Linked DNA regions of Mus musculus: all the other regions are linked to region 4. Evidence: chromatin contacts called from public Hi-C and promoter capture Hi-C data. All regions are on one chromosome and are shown on one strand. The core of a region is the stretch at or near the end of the contact, and the rest is flanking DNA. Distances in the headings are between cores, read along the strand shown.

What was found. Promoter capture Hi-C pulls out the DNA fragments that hold promoters and counts their contacts. Hi-C and Micro-C count contacts between places; a contact is called where the count stands out from the background. Capture Hi-C pulls out chosen DNA fragments and counts their contacts.
Region 1: a contact with region 4 is called in a promoter capture Hi-C map of pre-B cells, with 3 times the contacts expected there. The contact joins the promoter of 1700039M10Rik here to the promoter of Rcbtb1 in region 4. A contact is called at or near these places in 5 of 39 promoter capture datasets (cranial neural crest, liver, pre-B cells and 1 more) and 1 of 9 other capture datasets (adipose tissue).
Region 2: a contact with region 4 is called in a promoter capture Hi-C map of hippocampal neurons, with 7 times the contacts expected there. The contact joins the promoter of Il17d here to the promoter of Rcbtb1 in region 4. A contact is called at or near these places in 2 of 39 promoter capture datasets (hippocampal neurons and pre-B cells), 1 of 115 datasets of contacts at active chromatin or transcription factors (astrocytes) and 1 of 9 other capture datasets (adipose tissue).
Region 3: a contact with region 4 is called in a promoter capture Hi-C map of pre-B cells, with 4 times the contacts expected there. The contact joins the promoter of Ift88 here to the promoter of Rcbtb1 in region 4. A contact is called at or near these places in 3 of 39 promoter capture datasets (hippocampal neurons, liver and pre-B cells), 2 of 115 datasets of contacts at active chromatin or transcription factors (astrocytes and embryonic forebrain) and 1 of 9 other capture datasets (adipose tissue).
Region 5: a promoter capture Hi-C map of liver shows a contact between it and region 4, with 4 times the contacts expected there. The contact joins the promoter of Cryl1 here to the promoter of Rcbtb1 in region 4. A contact is called at or near these places in 5 of 39 promoter capture datasets (3T3-L1-derived adipocytes, hippocampal neurons, liver and 2 more), 1 of 115 datasets of contacts at active chromatin or transcription factors (astrocytes) and 2 of 9 other capture datasets (adipose tissue and liver).
Region 6: a contact with region 4 is called in a promoter capture Hi-C map of liver, with 4 times the contacts expected there. The contact joins the promoter of Mipep here to the promoter of Rcbtb1 in region 4. A contact is called at or near these places in 3 of 39 promoter capture datasets (the 3T3-L1 cell line, liver and pre-B cells).
Region 7: a contact with region 4 is called in a Hi-C map of B cells, with 6 read pairs. The contact joins the promoter of Xpo4 here to the promoter of Rcbtb1 in region 4. A contact is called at or near these places in 4 of 39 promoter capture datasets (hippocampal neurons, liver and pre-B cells), 1 of 484 Hi-C or Micro-C datasets (B cells) and 4 of 115 datasets of contacts at active chromatin or transcription factors (acute myeloid leukemia, astrocytes, embryonic forebrain and 1 more).

Annotation. Positions count from the first base shown.
Region 1 is chr14:57,570,244-57,573,239 of GRCm38.p6, forward strand. It overlaps 1700039M10Rik (RIKEN cDNA 1700039M10 gene), which reads left to right and starts at 1,371. Exons shown (of 2, transcript NR_152103.1): 1 at 1,371-1,442; 2 at 1,666-2,125. It overlaps Eef1akmt1 (EEF1A alpha lysine methyltransferase 1), which reads right to left and starts at 1,339. Exons shown (of 5, transcript NM_026526.3): 1 at 1,300-1,339.
Region 2 is chr14:57,523,353-57,526,281 of GRCm38.p6, forward strand. Il17d (interleukin 17D) reads left to right here and starts at 1,477. Exons shown (of 3, transcript NM_145837.3): 1 at 1,477-1,569; 2 at 1,952-2,247. The coding sequence starts at 1,555.
Region 3 is chr14:57,422,759-57,425,458 of GRCm38.p6, forward strand. It overlaps Ift88 (intraflagellar transport 88), which reads left to right and starts at 1,313. Exons shown (of 26, transcript NM_009376.2): 1 at 1,313-1,429.
Region 4 is chr14:59,199,733-59,202,503 of GRCm38.p6, forward strand. It overlaps Rcbtb1 (regulator of chromosome condensation (RCC1) and BTB (POZ) domain containing protein 1), which reads left to right and starts at 1,496. Exons shown (of 12, transcript NM_027764.2): 1 at 1,496-1,852.
Region 5 is chr14:57,397,179-57,400,080 of GRCm38.p6, forward strand. Cryl1 (crystallin, lambda 1) reads right to left here and starts at 1,305. Exons shown (of 8, transcript NM_030004.3): 1 at 1,230-1,305. The coding sequence starts at 1,270.
Region 6 is chr14:60,783,175-60,785,874 of GRCm38.p6, forward strand. Mipep (mitochondrial intermediate peptidase) reads left to right here and starts at 1,392. Exons shown (of 19, transcript NM_027436.3): 1 at 1,392-1,696. The coding sequence starts at 1,514. Mipepos (a long non-coding RNA gene) reads right to left here and starts at 1,375. Exons shown (of 3, transcript XR_001781278.2): 1 at 1,299-1,375; 2 at 840-1,187.
Region 7 is chr14:57,663,905-57,666,899 of GRCm38.p6, forward strand. It overlaps Xpo4 (exportin 4), which reads right to left and starts at 1,334. Exons shown (of 23, transcript NM_020506.2): 1 at 984-1,334. The coding sequence starts at 1,052.

The DNA of each region.
Region 1 (2,996 bases), core at 121-2,620, 1.6 Mb before region 4:
GAAGATGGGACTACCGTGGGGAAAGGGTCAGCAGCGGCAGCAGCAGCAGGGATTCTTCATTTCTATAAAAATCTTCTAGTTCTAGTCGGGCGTGGTGGTGCACGCCTTTAATCCCAGCACTCAGGAGGCAGAGGCAGGTGGAGTTCTGAGTTCGAGGCCAGCCTGGTCTACAGAGTGAGTTCCAGGACAGCCAGGGCTACACAGAGAAACCTTGTCTGGAAAAACAAAAAAAAACAAAACCAACCCCCCCCCCAAAAAAAAAACCCAAAATCAAAACAAACTTCTATTCCCATGCATCAGATCTACGAAAGCAACAACAAAAAACTAACAATACTGTATGTCAGAGTATCTAAGTACCTTCTCCAAGATATTTAGGTCAAGAGAGTTTAAGCCAGCAGAAAGAGAATGAAACAAAGTTTCTTTCCAGAGTCGTTAGTAAACTGCAGGAAGGGTAGCTGTACTAGTAGGCGAATAGAATGACCTGTCAAGTATGCTCAACCTGCGGCTCAGAGACAGGCACCCACAGTCACTAGAAATGACATTGTTCTCAACTTGTTTGTTCCCTGAGCGTGAACTCTGTAGATGACAATGCCTGGCAGATATTCTCTAAGTAATCTTATTGATTCAAGACAGTTGTGTTGCCTTGGCTGTCCTAGAACTTGCTCTATCTATCTACCTATGAATGAATGATAGGATTTCTTTGTGTAGCCTTGGCTGTCCAGGAAAATTCTCTGTAGACCAGGCTGGCCTTGAACTCAGAGATCTGTCTGCCTGTGCATCTCGAGTGTATAAAAATCGTGTGCTTTCATTTTCATACAAGTCTCTGCCTGAGGGAAGTCCTTCACTTCCTAAATACTGTTTATTATTTAAAGAAAGATTGTTGGGTGTGGTGACACGGGAAAAATGAGGGATCAATGAGTCTGAGTTCGAGGCCAGCCTGGCTATACAGTGAGACCATCTCAAAATAATAAATCCCACCATGACCTGAGATAAAACTTGCACAGAGAAAGCAAGCCACAAACACACAACAAGGTAAGTTTGGATGAACAGCCCGGCCAGCCAAACCCCATGCTAAGGCTCAAGGCTTCCTCGTGTCCATGCATATATATCCCTTCCCCAGGCACCATTCCGACCGGACCACTAAGGACTTGTTTCCGGCTCAAGATGTCCAAGAAGAAGGACCCCGCAGAGACGAGGCCCCTACTGGGAAAGTCTCCAAGGGTCAGTATGGACCCGGTTCGGAACCCACCCAAAACATCCCTTGACCCTCCGCCGCCACACTCCGTGGCCGCCACTCACCACTGACGCATGCGCAGTCGTCACAGTGCGGGGGTGGGGTGAGGGTTGGCGGGGACCTCCGCGTTTGCGCTGGTGCAGACCAGACGGTGGGAGCCAATGAGCGTCTAGTCCCGCCCAGTCAGCTTCCGGCTTCTACAACCCAGGTTTTAATTAGGTTGCGGTAGTCTGGCTGTTTGGTACTTTGGAGTCAGTCTTAAACCTTTCAAACCAATTAGTCTTTCAGAGCTTTCAGTGTTGAATTCACAGTATATGAACACATATTTTACCAATCTATCATGGTAGCTGGCACACAGTTTTCCTTAATCAAAACTAATGCTCCCTTTGATTCGGCAATTCTTAAATCACATGTAATCTTTTCTTTCCCAGGGACAGGCAAACTTCACTATGTTCCTGCTGTTCGGTTCTCTCTTTATCGATTTCCTGATCTGGCTGAAGGGCTTTAAATCACCGCTCAGATGCTGACGCCACTCAAAAAGCAGCTTGATAATGAACTGTCACAATTTCTACATACAGTAGTGTTTCGTCTGTAGAAACCCATACTTCATTTTGATTTCGATTTCTCTAAACGAATGACTACTCTATTAAACCAAATAGATCAAATCAAGTGTAACTTATCAAAATGGCAATCAAGAAAAAAAAACTATTGAAAAGGAAGAAACCATCTACTTATAAGACTCAAAAAAACCTGTTTTAAAGCAAACTATTTTGCACCTAATTTTTTAAAGCTTCCATTCCTTTTAAGTATGTATGCCACAATGATTATCTTCGTGTATTCAATTATATGCTATTTTTAAATATTAAAGTGTCTGAAGACACAAGAAAGCTCTACCTTTTTGGTTTTTTTTCAACAAGAGTTTCTTGATGTAGTTCTGGCTGGCCTGTATACATTGTAATTAAATGTTTCTCACAGATCATAAAATTAGTATCAAAGACAAACTAGTCTTTATTGAAGTGAAAAAGTTTTTCAGTCAAATTGGATCCAAAAGATGCTTTCAAATCACATTTTTTTTTAATAATTATTTATTATATGTAAGTACACTGTAGCTGTCTTCAGACACTCCAGAAGAGGAAGCCCGATCCCATTACAGATGGTTGTGAGCCACCATGTGGTTGCTGGGATTTGAACTCAGGACCTTTGAAAGAGCAGTCGGGTGCTCTTACCCACTGAGCCATCTCACCAGCCCCCCACATTTTAATTAAGGAATTATTTCTTTTATATTTAGTAATGGTGCTGAGAGAATACCTTGGAAGATCTCTTAAGATAGAAATATGTGGTCCTGGGTCCCTAGTGGTCAGGGGAGACAGGTAATTCTCTGTGAGCTTAAGGTTTAGACTACACAAGTTTATGGAGAGCAGGACTACATACGAAGACTCTGTCTCATAAAAACAACAAACTAACAGACTAACTAACTAACTGAGTTTTTCTTTTTCTTATTTATTTTTTGTGTTGGGACCAAGTTGAGTCTCCAGCTTTAACCTTTGAAGTAGAAAGGACTGGCAATTCCACAATGCTTGGCCCTTTAAAAAAAATATATATACACACACACACACACACACACACACACACATATATATATATATAAAATATATCACATATTACTGAAACATAAATCTGGACTTCACCATTTGAGAGCTTTACCACAAAATTATTCAAATCACCCTAAATATGAAGCAAAGTGAGATCTCTAGAATTCTAG
Region 2 (2,929 bases), core at 227-2,726, 1.7 Mb before region 4:
ACAATGCACATGCAGGTCAAGATGGATGGATGTGCAGGTCAGAGGACAGCTTTGTGGAGTGGGTTCTCTCCTCCCACCTTTATTTGGGACCCAGGCATAGAACCTGGGCCACCCCTAGAACACAACAACCCATTTACCCACCGAGACATCTCCCCAGCCTCAAGTCTGGAATAATTATTAACATGTTTGTATCTTCATAAAATGCTCAGATCTGGGAACTTTTTATTTAATCTGCACCTATTTATAGCCTTTGCTCCCCTGTTTAATCACAAATGAATCTTATGCTCTACTCAGTTTAAGTTTTCAGTAACTGGAGGCTTCCACAAACTGGTCAGACACTGGAAGGTACTTTGTTGATTAGCACAGTGAGTAGTTCCGTGGAACTCTGGTAATGACAAGCTCGCCTCGAAAATACTCCTACGCTGTACCTTTCAAATGGAAAATTAGTAGTACTTGAGTGCTGATGTCTTTATTCCCGTTTTTTTACTAGGAAGGAGACAACGTTAACAATTTATGTGCGAGTCAAAGTGTTTCATAAACCCAAATGTGTTTACTAGGAATTGTAAAATGTTTTAAGCTGTAAGGTTTGAAGGGACTTTTAAAGGTAGAGCCGCTACAAAGTATTTCAGTTTTAAAACATTGAAGGCAAGTGTTTTTCTGCATAGCAGAACTGAAACGCAGTTAACCACTGGTTTACAACTTGGTTAAAACCCAAAGCTGCAAGCCGTTTTAGGGAGTCAAAAAAATATTTTGCACACTTTCAAAAAGCGTTCAGCTAGTCTCAGCCATTTCTCTTTATTCTCAAAGCGTAAATGCTCAAAAGTAATCATATTCACTAGCTGGATGCCTGGTAAGCAAGGCATTTAAATAATGAACAAGTAAGTGAGCAAGCTCTCTTCAGATTCAATAGAGTCCTTCATTTGAGCTGATTCCCCTTAATTTATTCACAGAACTTTAGGCTCATTTTACATGTCTGCTCACACAATTAATTACCATGATTGAGTTCTCCAACACTGTAAAACTAGACCAAGAGATGCCCATTTACAGCATGTGTCAGGTGGGGGAGGGTATTTATTACTCGGCCCTTAGCTGAATAAGAGGCATGGAGTCATTTTATGAGTATTTAAGGGAAAACAGCCTCCTTCTAGCCTAACAGAACATAACTGTTTTTTAATCTCTTGTATAATTCTTCGAACTATGAAATCCCAGAAGAGGAAGTGGTCGCAAGAAGGAGAGTCCTTCTAGGTTGGAGTTCATTCATTTCCAAGTGGCCTGTCCAGCTCCTGGACCGCTTCAATGTCTAGAGAAATCCGTTTCCTCTGAGCCAAAGTCGGCCTCTCGACTGCATCCCCGAGGCCCCACTGGTCCGTGCCGAGGCGTCGAGGCCAGTCACCACCTCCTCCTCCTCCAGCCAGGCGGACCGCCAGTCCACTTCTGTAGGGGCGACACCCAGCCCGCAGGCCACACGCCCCGCGTGTGCGGCGCCCTTATTTACTTCGCAGAAGAGCCTTCAGCCCCCCTCCTAACAAGTCTGGAAAGCATCACGGCGACGCGATGTTGGGGACACTGGTGAGCGCCCTCGGGGGTACCGGCGAGGCATGGCCGAGGCCGGGCTGGGGCAGAGGGACGGGGGGAGGACGGCGGGACGGCCCGGAGAGGCGTCTCACAGGCACTCGCAGCCCGCCGCGCAGCAGCCCGGCAGGCACACGCACACGTGCACGCGCGCCCCGCACCCGCCCCCCGCGCGGGCTCCGGCTCTGGGCGGCGGCGGCGGCGGGGGCCGGGGGCGCGCGGGCCGGCGGCGGGCCGGGCCCCGGGGACCGCGCGGGCGGCGGGCGGGCGGGGACGGCGCTCGGGGGCCGGCCCGCGCGGCGCCCATGCTCGGGGAGGGCCTCACGGTGTGCGGAGCGCCGGGCGGGTCCCGCGACGCTGAGCTCGGCCTGTCCCGCAGGTCTGGATGCTCGCGGTCGGCTTCCTGCTGGCACTGGCGCCGGGCCGCGCGGCGGGCGCGCTGAGGACCGGGAGGCGCCCGGCGCGGCCGCGGGACTGCGCGGACCGGCCGGAGGAGCTCCTGGAGCAGCTGTACGGGCGGCTGGCGGCCGGCGTGCTCAGCGCCTTCCACCACACGCTGCAGCTCGGGCCGCGCGAGCAGGCGCGCAATGCCAGCTGCCCGGCCGGGGGCAGGGCCGCCGACCGCCGCTTCCGGCCACCCACCAACCTGCGCAGCGTGTCGCCCTGGGCGTACAGGTGAGCGGGCCCGAGGGGAGGGGCGGGGCCTGCAGAACAGGTGGGTGGGGCAGGGTGGAGTCCGTTGGAGGGCGGGGCCGAGGGGCGGGGCGGAGCACGTGGTGGGCGGGGTCGGGTGGGGCCTGGGCGGGGCCCGGCTGCCACTGGAGCGGTATAGGTGGACGGTGCTTGAAGGAAGGGGTCGTGAGGGGGATCGGGTGGGATCGGCTGGAGCGGGAGGGGAGTGGCAAGACGGTCGGGTGGTGCTATGGAGATGGTGTAGTGCCCGAGGGGCGGGGTCTGAGGAGCGGACGGAGGTGATGGGTGGGGCCGGGTGGAACTACTGGGATGAACCACGGGGGGCAGGCCAGGTAAGGCGGGTGTCTACTGGTCCTAGAGCTCAGGGAGGGGCTAGGAGAGGCAGATGGTATAACTAAATTGGGAGCGATTGGTTTCTACAAAGGTCTGTCACGATCTTTGAAGAAATGCTGCTTCTGTATTTGTTATGCAATAAATACCAATTCTCTGCCAGATACACCATGAAGAACCAGGCCACATGACCCTTTTTTACAGGAGGCCTGTAGGAGTGTAATCTAGAAGTGCTGGGGCGCCGAGAGCTAAGAGGCACGCCCTCTGAGAGAGTGTCTGGGGAAACTAATATGGGGATAGAACCTCAGATGAGAAGCAAAGTTTCCAGCGTGAG
Region 3 (2,700 bases), core at 63-2,562, 1.8 Mb before region 4:
GCTACCCATCCCACTTTATATGTAACTAATTACATATGTTGACAGTTTATTTGATAATTAGTGTGGGAACAAATAAGAAAATATGTTGCCTGATGAACCTTTATTTTAACAAAAACATAATGTCTTCTTCTCAGACAAGGACTGGGTACCCTGAATGTACAGTCATTTAAAAAAAAAAAAAGTTCAGTGCTGGACAATGGTGGCACACACCTTTAATCCCAGCACCAAGGAGTTTGAGGCTAGGCTGGTGTACAGAGAGCTCCAGGACATCCAGGGCTACACAGAGAAACCCCGTCTCAAAAGACAAGCAAACAAACAAACAAAAAAAAAAAAAGAAAAAAGAAAAAAGAAAAAGAAAAAGATTGACTCTAGTATTTATCTTTCTTTTTTGAAGTGCAGTAACTTGTGATTCCAGTATTTTTTCTTTCTATATTGAAGTGCAGTAACTTAAAATATCCCCATGATGTTCACTAATTAACGTAACAACTACTTATTGACACACAGTTGCCAGATACTGTCAGTTACTGTACGATATACCCCACTTGCAAGGTAACCTTCTGAATGCTGATACAACACACCTGGATCAGAGATAAAGAGGTTTAGTCTTCAAAACACACCAAGTAGCCCGAACCTGACCAATCTAATAGTTTGTCCCCTACATCTGTCCCCACCCCCATCCGTGGGAGGCTAAGGTGGATGTTACATATTCAATGACTTTCTGACACAACTGAACAATAAAGGTTAGTAAACTTCAGTTTTTTTATAACGGGCTTCAAGTCAACATGCCCAACATTTGCTCCGGAAAGAAATATTATTTTGTCTTTAAGACAGGGTGTCCCCTGCTGGTCTTGTACTCCTGAGCGTCATCTCTACTCCCATTGCAGATGTGCGTCATCATAGCTGGCATTACATTACCTTTACTTTTTAATTTTCAGATTAAATTTATTTAGAGAGAACCCAGACAGGATTAATATGACAAATTTATGGGACGACGCGTACAATTCTACGCAATGTTCCACAGAAAACAGTCTTCCAAGGTTCCCAAGCCGCGTAGTGGCTCTGGGACACATTCTATTCATCCGGGCCATCTTGCTCTGGTCTCCAGCTTTGGGGATGGCTGCCTCGGGGTTCACTCGACCTTGGTTTCCTTCTTGTGATTACTCCTACACCTGTAGCATCTCCTGGACCACCATAAACATTGGGCCAGCCTCGAGAATCACTCCGCTGTTGGCGGACCACAGGTCCCAGCAGCCCTGCACTTCCGGTCACGAGCTTCCGGCCTCGCCCACGCGGCGCGGAGGCCTGTGGGAGCGGCTTCCTTGGAGTCGCGCCTGGCAACGGCTGGGCGTCCCGCTCTGGCCTGCCTAGGATCAGGCGTCGCTTCTTCCCTCGGCCCACTCGTGGTCAGCCCGCTCCTCCTCGGCGCGAGGTAGGAGAAGCGCCCGGCCCCTCGCGGCCACCCTCCCTGCTGCCCTCTCCCTGCCCCGTGCGTGAGCGGCGGCGGGGTCGCGAGGGCAGGCGGGCTGGCGGCGCCCAAGCCCGGCTCCTGGCGACTGCGCTTCCGTAGCCAACACTTGGATGGTGCTCCTCTCAGGGGGTGGACTTCCCGCTCCACCCGGCACGGCTACCCGGGCTAATGTCACACGGCTTGGCGATGCCATGGCAGCAGTGAAACTTTTAGAGTTTCACAGTAGGTTACAGCGAACATTTCTAATACTTGCATCCGGTGAAGCTTTGATTACCTAGTAATCGGGAGTAAAAGCAAAAGTACAGAAAAGAATGAATAAATCACAGTCTTATAAAGATAAAAACATATCTTCTGGGAATTGATTCTAGGACACCCAGTTTCCCTGGATACCAAAGTTCCCAGGTGCTCTTTCACATATATACGATGGTATATTTGTATTGTATATAAGCCATTTTCCCATTTTTGTTATCTTAGACTGTTTATTGCTCTATAATTAATTGTTATGCCTAATTGTTCAGGGAATAATGAAAAGCACGCTCGGGAGGCTGGGGGCGGGGGGGGGGGGGGGGAGCCTGTGCATGTTCAGTTCAGATAAAAAATTTCTCCCAAATGTTTTCAGTTTCTAGTTGGTTGAATCTAAGGATGCACAGACAAAAGATATCTGACTACTGTTTTCCCAAAAGCCTAAAATTCCACTTTTCCTTTTTATCTTCAACTCTGGTTGGTAACTTTGGAGAAACTACAATAGGCATTTTGAGTGTGAACTGTATCAAGGTAGAAGTATATAAAAAGGACTTTGCCATGTAAAATAGTTTCACTGGCAATATTGAAGTGACAGCATCCCAAATTATTTTTGAACCACCTTGGAGAATATAGAAATACTGAGTTGTATTATTTCTTAGCCATTCATAGTTGTTAGTAAAGGATAATTCATTTACTATTTCCTAGCCTTGCTTTCTACATCTTTAAAATTTTGTGTATTCCACTATTGGTCTGTCTCCCAGGTGTGTGTGTGTGTAAATCTGGTTAAAAGCCAGAAGAAAGGTCTAGTTCTAAAAGCTGATTGTTTCAATACCTTATGAATAAACGAAAGTGAGATCAGAAGAGTTTGTAAGGAGGGAGCTTTTGAGTATATGATTTGAAAGTGTGATCGATGGAGCAGCAGCTTCAGCATCCATCCCTTGGGAACCTATTGATCAACATTCTGGGGCTGTGGAGATGCTCAGTTGGCA
Region 4 (2,771 bases), core at 246-2,745:
TATTTCCATAAAAAAGGAATACTGTCTCTCTGTAGGCAACCTTCAGCACAAACATTAATTGTACTCTATTTGCAGCTGCAAAACGCTTCAGAAAGACTCTGTGGTAAGGGACTCCTTTCTTCCCTATGTTCCCATAATTTTCCATTTCTATCCTCCCTCAAGTCTACCAAATTTCCATATTTTTGGTGTTGCTCTTCCATTGGCTGATAGTGAGAGTCTAGTCAGTTCTCAGTTATTGTAGTAAGACCATATAGCCCTGTTATGAAGAGTTCATAATATGTGAGATCAGGTAACAATAGATACTTAATCTCTTAGATGCAGAGTAATACATTTACCTGCATTGTGAATTTTCTGTTTTGAGTATGTAGTATTATAACTAGAGGAGTAGTTGTAGCTGAGGCTGTCTCAATGAACTTTTACAACAACTGAAGATGTTAAGTCTGCAAGAAGAATAGATGGTGTCTGACCTCAATTTTGAAAGATGAGAGACCGATGAATATTTTGGGAAATGTTAGGAAAAAAAAAAAAAAAACCAGAGCCAGAGTCATTAAACTGGTAAAAACAGATTTTACCCAGGGACTAGTACAACAGAAAGAAACATTAGGGTATAAAATAGGGCTCAATTTCTATATTGCAATAATTTCTAAGTAAAATCTGTTTTTAACCTCTTCCTCCTGTTTTTTCTTTGAGAAAGGAAATGGTGATTCTGAACATTTGAGATCAAGGCAAAAGAATGAACAAACCCTGAGAGGCCTACAGCAATTTAAGGTATATATATATATATTTAAAAATGTAATCCACCGAAAGTACTCAAGAGAAACAAGAATTCTCTATAGGGGGGAAGCACGTTGTAGTTACTATGTGCTGACAGAAAGGTTTTTGGACCGCATCTGCTTAGTGGTAAACAGAAAACAAAGGGGATTTGTATTTACCGCTGGGACCTGAAAAGGGAAAGGTGAGTCTAAACAAGATAGCTTGAATGTTGGGGTGCCAAGTGTAGACTTTGGTCTCTAGTGCCAAATGGGAGAGCCTAGGGCGGTAGGGGACTTTACAACTGATAAGCTTCTTCTGATAGACGCACAAAGCACAAAGCACAAAGCGGCCGCTCCCTTCCGGACCTCAGTTGTACCCGCTTAACACAAGAAAAGTTCTGGGCAGAGAGAGAGCTTTCAGCAGCCTTGCCTCTGCCCTCCTGACCTAGGCGTCCTGGCCTTCCTCGGACCGGGCAGAGACACGTGTCCTGAAGACCAGCGGCCTGGGATGGGCGGAGCGGGAGGAAGGCCACGCTCTGCTGCCATCCTGGGACGCCTTCGCCTTCCGGTCCTCGCGGGAGCCACTACGGCGCCCCTGCGCTGCGCCAGCAGCCCGGTCTACAACCAAACCCGAGCGGGAACCTGAGCAGACAGAGGGCGCGCGCTGCGCGGGGCGCTCCGGTGTCACGTGACGCGACCCGCCCACGTGACCGGCGGCCCGGGCGCTTGTGCTCGCTCCCGGTTTTGGGGGGGAGGAGCCGGCTACGGCTAAGGCGGCGGCGGCGCAGCGGAGTCAGGGCCTGGCCGGGCGGCCTGACAGGTAGAGCGCTGCAGGGCGGCGGTGCGGGCGAGCGAGCAGGCGAGCCGGACAGGGCCTTGTTCGGCCGCTGGCTGCTGAGTCCGCGCCCTCCCGAGGGCCGTGCGCACCAGGCGCGTTCGCGACTCCCCGGCGACGCGCACCCCGCACCGGGCACCCGCGGATTCCGTCTTGCGGGCGCTTCCCCCAGGTGTGCGGCGAGCCGAGTACGTGGCGTTGCCCGCGGCCTGCCTCTGAGGAGCTGCGCTGTCCGCCCTGCGGGGGAGGAACCCGGAGCACGCAGGTTAGCGGTGGGAGGCTGACTGCTGCAGAGCGCCGAAGCCGAGGGTTGCAGTTTTATAAGACAATACAGCTTGCTTTTAGAAACATTCATAGTCTCCCTCGCCTCTGCCCCGTTACTGCTACGAGGATTAAAGCTCGTGGTGGGCAAAACAATCGGAGTTTCTGAGACTGGCGTGCGCTGTAGCGGGCGTAGCATCAAAAGCAAGAAATGCTGGCAGGCATGAGATGATGCTTACGGGACCCTTACGGGAGTTTAGAGTGTCTTTTAAATTTTGACTTCAATTTAAATCACAACAGGATTTAGGTTCTCTTCTTCTGTGGCCTGGGTTTTACTCCATTGTGTGAATACCAGTACTTCGGGGCGGGTTTTTTTTTTTTTTTTTCCTTTCCCCCTCTTTGTGCCTATTGAAGAGGAAGTGATGCGTTAATCTTTGAAGTGTTTCTTCTGTGATTTTTAAGTCTTATGATCCGAAGTGTTAAGTTCTACGAATCTCAGAACATATACAGGAAACCAAAGCTATGAAGCTCGTAGCTTAAATTTTGTGTTCTAAGGTTTTAAACTGAGTGCCTGTGTGTACCAGAAAGTGAGAAGTCTGGGGTCTTTATCCGAGAGTCATGCAATTGAATTGCTCTTTCTGCATTTGGTACTTAAAAGGAAGCATATGAAACAAAGGTTGGGCCTTCATGCGTTTACAGGCCTGACAAGACATTGAAATACATTTTCTTTCTTAACTAGGATCTATAGTTAAAAAATTTTAAGACAGTACATTACCTTATATGTATCCAGAGATGTGATAAAAACTGCTGGACTTTAACTAGAATAGATTTCCTAACATGTCAGTTAATTAATCTACTATGTAATTTGGCTCACAATATAGACGAAAAATTTCAAGTTTTCAAGTATATCTAGGCCACAATAT
Region 5 (2,902 bases), core at 55-2,554, 1.8 Mb before region 4:
TCTAGTTCCCTGTCCATGAGCTCAGAAATAACTGACTGTTGAGTCTCTCCTTGGGAGTCTATGAACCACCCACAGCCAGACGAATGCAAAATCCAGTCAAAATCCCACATGACACCTGTCAGGTGCAGGCAGAGATCTACTTCCCAACGGAGACCTGCAAAAACCTAGCCCGTGACACCAGTGGCTCTCACAGAAGGCGAGGCAGCACAGTTCACCACAGGAGCAAAGTGCACACTTTTGATATTTCTTGACCATTCAACCACAGGCAACCACGGGAAAGGACAAAGGTACAGCTAATTCTGCAGTTCTGTAAGAGAGAAAATAGCAACAGCATTCTGACACCTCCCTCCAAAGAACTCTCAAGGAAAAAGCCTGAACTTGGGACTGGTCTGCAGGCAGAACAACAAGTAGCCAAAACTATAAGCAGGGACATGAAGCCACTCCTTTAATAGCTACCAACCAATACTAGTTATTATGTGTTGCTACACGTTGATAGACTTTCAGACAGCTAGGCAATGAAAGATATTCTAAGCGTTCTTATTTTTTAAAAAAAGAAGCAATAAGGAGAAAGGGGAATCATGAGAACAGAAATTGGTGTGTCAGATGAACTTGGGCTGTTAAAGTGACTCAGCCTCCTGCCTTGGGACACATACACACAGGAAAGCAGGGTGCCTTGACTGACAAGGTTTCTGCCTCGAGAGATTTAGCCTAGCCCAGTGGTGCATGCGAACCAGCCTCCTTGCCAACCCAGGCCAATAGTTATCCGTTAGTTACTATCATCTTGGTAAAACTCTTGTCTGCGTTCTTAATAAGAATAAGCTGCTTTCACGCTGGGGTATTTGGCAGGAGGATCAAGAGTTCAAGGATAGCCTCAGCTAACCTAGAAATTTTGAGGCCAGGATGAGCTACACAAGACCTCCGTCTCAAAAGCATAAGAACACAGTTTTCGCAGGTTCATTGCTAGTATTCAATGATGCCAGGCACCTCTGGCCTGCGCTGACAAAAGTGACCCCGCACCGATTTAAGGCTCTCCTTACTGCTTGGCTAAGCCACGGCCACCACCTAGTCTACTGCCAGACTAGCTTCGGAGCCCAAGTGCGAAGCGCCTGGAGGAGCGAGGTACAGCCTGATGCCCACCCGAGGCACCCACGGCCGCCCGCGGGAGGTCCCGCGTTCGGGACGCTGCCAGGGCGCCAGCCATTGCAGCACGGCGCCACTGAGACCTTTACCTGCCTACGATCACCACCCCGCCCGCTGCTGGGGACGCCATGGCAGATCCGGGCCTGGCTGTACAGCTGCGTTAGCGGAGGGAGCGAGCAAAGCAGAGCGGGTCGCGCGCCAGAATAAGGCTGGGCGCCTGGGTGGGCGTGCCCAAACCTCATGAGGACTATCCCATTGGCTGACAAGCTCCGGGGAGGGGCCAAGGCGCAGGAGAGGCGGAGCCCTCGGGGAGAGACTTCAGGAAGGCCACTGGGCTCTAGCACCGGGGAGCGTGGGACGGTGGATGCAAACAGGGAAGACCAGACACTTCTGAGCTGAGCAATTTTTATTTTTAAGTTTCTAACAGGAAACCATTAAACCATGAGCGGATACTGCCAGGTTGGCGCAAAGGTTCACCCCAGAGACACTTTCAAGAAAATGTTGCTTTAAAGACGTTAGCACCAGTTTGTCACTTTAAGGACTTTTGTTCCACTGTTTACATTCTACTCTACACTGGAAATCCAGGTCTGGTGAGATACCTGCAGCCTGGCTTCACTGATGTGAACGGAGGCCCGGATACTTAAGGGACAAGCTACAAATGGAAACTCCGGATATGTTACTCTGAGAAACGGAAGGACGAATTTGAATTCCTTGTAGCGTACCACAGCTTCTGTGTGCCTTACTTCCTCCTTCCAGAGGCGTGCAGTGCCAAATGTGTTAGGAAAAGAAAAAGAAAAACCAAGCAGGGCGTGATGGAATGCACCTGCTCTCGCAAAACCTGGGAGGCTGAACCGGGAGTTCCAGCCAGGCTACATTCAGAGACAGCAAGACCCTGTTGCAAAAAAAAAAAAAAAAAAAAAAAAGGCTAGTGCCCTGATTACACTTGGGTCTGAGACCAGAGAACGAGAGGCATTACACTGCATGACACAAGTTTTGTGCCCACAATCGGAAGTGGAAACACTTTGAGGCCAGCAGTTTGGGAAAAGCTGAAATCAGAACACACTCACACTGACAGATTCAGGAGAGTAGACACTTGCCTTATTCCCACCACCTTGTCAGGGATTCGGAAAGAGAAACCTCTGAGGCAGTCAGGTTTTTAAACAGTTCCACAAATTATCAATAAACATTTGAAGATGCCGAGCCCCGTTTAAATGAGATGAAAAGTGGCACGAGGAAAACACCTTTTACCCATCAGATCGGCCAAATTACACTGATGGCCAGTCCCTCTCTGCAAGGGAGAGTGTACTGACTGGTTTTGTGTCATCTTGACACAAGCTGGAGTCATCAGAGAGGAAGGCTGCTCAGTTGAGGAGATGCCTCCATGAGATCCAGCTTAAGGCATTTTCTCAACTAGTGATCAAGAGGGGAGGGCCCATTGTGGATGGCCAGTAGGCAGCTCCCTATATAGCCCCTGCATCAGTTCCTGCCTTCGGGTTCCTGCCCTGCTTGAGTCCCTGACCTGACTTCCTTCGGTGACAAACTGCAAGACTAAACCTTTTCCTCCCCAACTTGCTTTTTGGTCATGGTGTTTTGTTGAAGTAATAGAAACTCTAACTAAGACATATTTTCTTACAAACCTAAGGCAGCTTTAAACTGTCTCTTCCTTTCTGAAGAAGAAGGTCAAATGACTAAGGTTATGAATGCCACCTTATCCTATTTTGTGTCTGCCTAGACACTCCTCCATCTTCAATCCTGCAAAAGC
Region 6 (2,700 bases), core at 142-2,641, 1.6 Mb after region 4:
CTGTCTGCAAACCAGTCAAACACACACAAAACCTTCAAAATGTTCATTTCTCCCCTACCAAGGTCTATAAAGCAGATATGACTGCCACCCCTCACGTCACCTTCTGCAGGAGAGATGACTGCACCTTCAAAAGAAAGCTCTGCTTCCGGCAGGACCCTACACCCTGAACCACGGTGGTGTGGCTGTCCTTCCTCTGGAGAAGGCTAGGGGTGTAGAAAGACTTCCCCAAGCTTTCCCAAGTCTGCACTGTCATTTCTACTTTCCCGGGCACTCGACCACAATTTCCCAATGCCCTCCCTCCCAGCCTCTGCCTTCCTTTCATTTTCGCAGTAGGACATTTCACATTAGTCCTGTCTGTACTGATTTAGATTTTAGACTATCGTGATGAGACACTGGGAGTTAGATCGACTCCCTGGTGGGCAGGCAGAGAGAAAGGGGGGGGGGGACCATGGCTAGGTGATGATGGTGGTGAATCTCCAAGATGCCCAGCTTCTTCCTCAACCTACCGTTTTCCTCTCCCACCACCAGACCCCATTGCTGATGGACCTGCTCAATGAAGTCAAGACTGGGTCAGGACATGTCACACAACAGTTCTGGGCCAACCAACCACCCTAGATTTCTTCAAACTCTCCAGCCCTAAATTAGGAGCAGAAGGCTCTGCAGAGGCTTAAAATAATAATAATAATAATAATAATAATAATAATAATAATAAACCCAGCCCCTGAGAGGAGTCTCTCTCTCTCTCTCTCCCTCTTTTTCTCTCTCTCCAGCTTTCTGAGTCCCCTTTGCAGAGAGTCTTTTTCTGTGTGCCTGTTGCAGGAAACACACACCTCACTCACCTTCCTTCTACTCCTAATTCTGTCCACGATGCTTAAGATTTCTCTGCTGCTCCATGCTGGTCTTCAGATTTTTCCTGCCTTTTAATTCTTCGGCTGGCAGAAACAACAAACCTGACCAAGACTCCTAGACTATATCATTCCAAAACCCTTAGACCGTATCAATAGTTTCCAAAGTCAAAATAGATGATAATTCTCCAATAGTTAATTCACATGGCTATACACAACCATAGCTGGTGGGCATGCAGACATGGAAGTGACTTCAACAACTTTTGGAGAAGACAGGTGCCTTGGATTTCGACTGCTTGTGGTTTCTTCTGGATCCTTTCACGCGCCGCCATTGAGTCTCCTCTGAGAATCAAGAAAGCATCAAGAAAGCATCTTGAGTTCTCACATTCATTCCTGGCACCTGTAAAAAGTTCCAATGCCTGACCCGACTTCCTTCTCCCTGTGCCCTAGTACCACTGTCAAACTCAAATCCAGGACGTTTCTTCCTCCAGACACACGAGGGCGCTACGAAACTGGAGCTGCTCAGAAGGCGTGGAGGGCGACGCTCTTCCTAACGATTGTTAGCGTGCTCAAGTCCGGGTCTGCCCTGCGAGTTCCGCGGCGTGGGCTGCTGCCTTGGAAACGCGGGGCGCGCGCTTCCCGAGCCTGGCAGAGCCGGGGTCCGGAGGATGCTGCTGGCGGCCGGGGCACGGTACGCCCGCCGGCTGTGCGGCCGGGGAGCCGCGGCGGCTCTGCAGGGACGCACAGGCCGGAGCTGCGCCCGGGACGTCAGTACTAGCTGGTCCCCGGTGGGCGCCGCCTTCAACGTCAAGCCCCAGAGCCACCTATGGAACCTGTTGGGGGAGCGCCGGGTGAGCGTGCCGTGGGTCTGGGCAGCGCGGGCTCCGCGTCTGGCTGAAAAGGGACTGTGCCGGGATAAGCGCACCCCGGAGCGGCTGACCCAGCGGCAACTCAGCCTTTCCTCTACTCAAGCTCCATTCTTTTCCTTCTGGCTTCAGAGTTCACATTTGCCCTTGGCTTTGTAACGACACTCTTGCTTTGAAAACTCCATCACACCTTAATTGTCCACTTCAGGCTGCTCTGAAACAACCTGTTAAACTAGGCATAGTGGCTCTTGTAAGACAGTCTTGATAGGTAGAGGCAAGAGGGTACAAAAGACAGTCCTTTGGGCTCCGAACTGACTTTGAGACTAGCCTGAGTTGCTTAAGAACCGGCGGTAAAACAGAAAGCACCTACAGAACCCTACTGAGAAAAATCAGATTTCCTGTCGTGCTTTGTAGTTTATTGCATAGCCTACGAAGTCATCAGAATTGCTTGGCTATTTCTACTCTGCCCTTGGTGGTGTTGGACACTTGATAATGAATGAGGAAAAGGCAGGAAGACTGAGGAAAGATTTTTGTCCTAAAACAATGATTTTTCAACCCTTCTAATGCTGTGACTCTTTAATACAGTTCCTCCCGATGCGGTGACCTCAAACCATAAGATTATTTTGTTGCTATTTCACAACTAATTGTGCTACTGTTATGAATTATAAACATCTGATATATGAACCCCCAGGTGGGTTCTAAAAGTGTTTTTTTATTTTTTTATCTTTTCACTGTTGGGCAGCTTTCTAAAGACAAGTCTGGGATATAGCTTCATTGTACTTCATGGCATATCTCTGTGTTTAACTTTGTCTATTTGAAAGTTCTTTCTTATTATATAAATTTTCCTCCAAAACCCATAAAGGTCGATGATGCTGGTATTAGTGGAGTTGGTGTTGGAAGTGCCTTTTAGCAGAAAGATAAGCTTGGTTTTGGGTGGATGAAATAGAACTGATTTCACCTGTATTTTAAACCATTGTTTAGTGTGTGTG
Region 7 (2,995 bases), core at 84-2,583, 1.5 Mb before region 4:
CAGAATCCTTGACAGTAACCTTAAAGTAGGGTAAAAAAGAAATCTAGCTGCATTTAGTTGTTAAAATGTCTAAATCATTTCAAGTAATAAAATGGACATCTAATTTTAAAAACAAAACAAAAAACCCTACAAATGCAATCGTCATAATTTACAAAGAACGAAAGAAAGAAATCAGGCTGAGCCAGCAAGCATAAGACACACAGTTTACTAAGTAACGAAACAGTATCCTTCTCCTTACTTTTGCTCCCTATGTGAAATCCTGTTTATAATACCGACTCGTCCTGCTCAAACACCCTCACCAAACTATTTCGTGGTAGTTGTTAGACTTCAGCTAATAAGTACCTGGGAACCTGCCACAGAGTCAGTTTTCCAAAACGCGAAACCCACAAAGAGTAGGTCTTGAACCAAGTTTTGCCCCAACGACCTTGGTCCTAAAGATTAGCCTCTCTCCCTCCGGCCGGTCCGTCCACGTGCCGCCTGCTGCGGTTACCCAGAACAGTCTGCATGTCAGGCAAAGAGCTAGGGGACCCGATCCACAAGAGAACGAGGGTTGCTAACAGCACCCAGACTATGCCATCCCTCTCCTAACAGGATCAACTCCCCAGCGTCATGCACACAGTCCCAAGAATGTTCCCTAACCCAAGTCCTGCGGGGTTCACCCTGTGCCTTGCTCTGCTACCCAGTCTGCCTAGCGAGGTATGGAGCGAAGCTGGCGGCACAGGAAACTCTCCATCTTACACCACTACACCCCAGTGCCAGGCGGAGGAACAAGGCGGTCAGGGAAGGAGACAGCACTAGAAAGTAAAGAACCAAGGCAAGAGGAAAGTAGGATGGAGAATCCTGCGCCACGCCACCACCACCTCCACTTCAGGGTTCATCCCAAGGCCCTTCCTGGCCACCAACCCAGCGGACAGCAGGCCTGACCAGGGAGAGCCAGCCGGAGTCCCACTAATCCCCCGTTTCTCCGGACCCGGCGTCCTCACCATCAGAACTTTGGCCGCGTTCTCCAGCTGAGCGATCACTTCTGGGGGCCCCAGCGCCGCCGCCATCATGGTCTCTCTTCAATGACGCGCCATGCGCTGCATTCTGGGAGCAGGCGCCGCGGCCGGCCAATCGCCGCCGCGACCCCGGCGCCTCTCGCGCCTCCCGGGCTGTCGCAGCAGCCGTCGGCGTCGCGCCCCCAGCGGCCTGACGGGACCGCCGATTCCTGAGCAGCTGGAAGGAGACAAGCGTGAGCCCGGTCGCGGCGCTGGGAGGAGGGCGGCGGCAGCCGGCACCGGGCGAGGCCGAGCGGTTGGCTCTGTCAGCCGCGGCCGGGCATCCCGCGCGGGTCTGGGGCCTGCGCATGCGTGGTTCCCTGCTGGGTGCGGGCCGCGAGGTCCTGGACCGGAGCCGCGCAGCCCGTTAGCTGCGGGTTAAGGTTTGGGTGTCCTGCCCGTGCGGGAGCTTCCTCTCGCTCCCATAGGCTGTCCGGTGTGGAGCAGGATCTCTTAGCCTTGGAAGCGCTCTCCTAAGGGTGCGTCTACGCCCAGAATTCATGCCTCCCGCTCCGCGGTTCATTCCGCTGTGAGAAAAGGGCATCCGTGGACGAAATGCTTGGTTTTCTTGATTTTTGAAACCCTCTCCCTAACCACTTGGCTTCCTGAAGTCAGTAAGGGCTCAGCTGCCGCCAGCTTTGGACTTCAGGAGTTTATAATAGCAATGCTAAGTACAGAATCTGCGAGGAAAGGTGCGTTACAGTAACTTCAACGCGCTGTCTTCTCTCCGGTTCTTTAAGGTTTTGTTTTTCAAAGTCTACGTCCAGGAAAGTGATCCCGACATCAGCTAGTTCAATGTTCAAAAGGTGGTCTAGTTGAAGTATTTGTATGTTTCGACCTGACAGCTCCATTTTCTGAGTTTTGTTGACTGCCTGTTCTGCTTTCTGGGGAAAATCCACGTTTTTGAGTTCCTTCTGTAGACTTCCTGGTTTTCCCAGAGATTTGTAAGTCTGCCCTCCGCCCCTTTGAGGTTTTGTGTCTTCGAAATAGAATTGCATTAATTTTTAAATGATTTATTTTTTATTTTATGTGCATTGTTTTGTGTGCATGTATGTCTGTGTGAGAGTGTCAAATCCCCAGCAACTGGAGTTACTGATGATTGTAAGGGTGCTGGAACTGAACCTGAGTCCTCTGGAATTGCAGCCAGTGCTTTTAACCACTAAGCTATCTCTCTATTACTATTGTTTCTATTGAAACAAATGTAAATTCTTCTCTTCACCCCACCCACTCTCAGTGCCTTTATTTATTTATTTTATATGTAAATACACTGTAGCTGACTTCAGACTCCACAGAAGAGGGCATCAGATCTCACTATGGATGGTTGTGAGCCTCGATGTGGTTGCTGGGATTTGAACTCAGGACCTTCAGAAGAGCAGTCAGTGCTCTTAACCGCTGAGCCATCTTTCCAGCCCCTTTTCTTGTGTTTTTAACAGGATTTTTCTATTCACGCTGTAGACCAGGCCAGCCTCAAACACAAAGATCCACCTGCCCTCTGCCTCCTCAGTGCTGGGATTAAAGGCATGGCCAATCGGTTTTTTGTTTGTTTGTTTGGATTTTTTTGACTTCTCTACTATTTTTGAGAAGTAAATTAATGAGATTTTTTTTTTTTTGCTTGAGAAATAAAAGTGTCTTTCATTTCATTACCAGATGACAAAATTAGTTGAAGTGCTGTTAATGGTGGTTTTCCTGTTGAGATTTGTGTGAACAGGGGCCAGCCAAATGGCTCAGCAGATAAAAGAACTTTCAGTACTAGCCTGAGGACCTAACTTCAATCCTAAAGTGCATAGCAAATAGAGAGAACTGACTGTAAATTGCCCTCTGACCTCTGCACTTGTCTGCCTTCATGCATCCGTAACATACACTGTGCTAGTTAGTTTTTGTCAACTTGACACAAATCTAGACTTACCTGGTATATTGGCTGGTTTTGTGTGTCAACTTGACACAAGCTGGAGTTATCA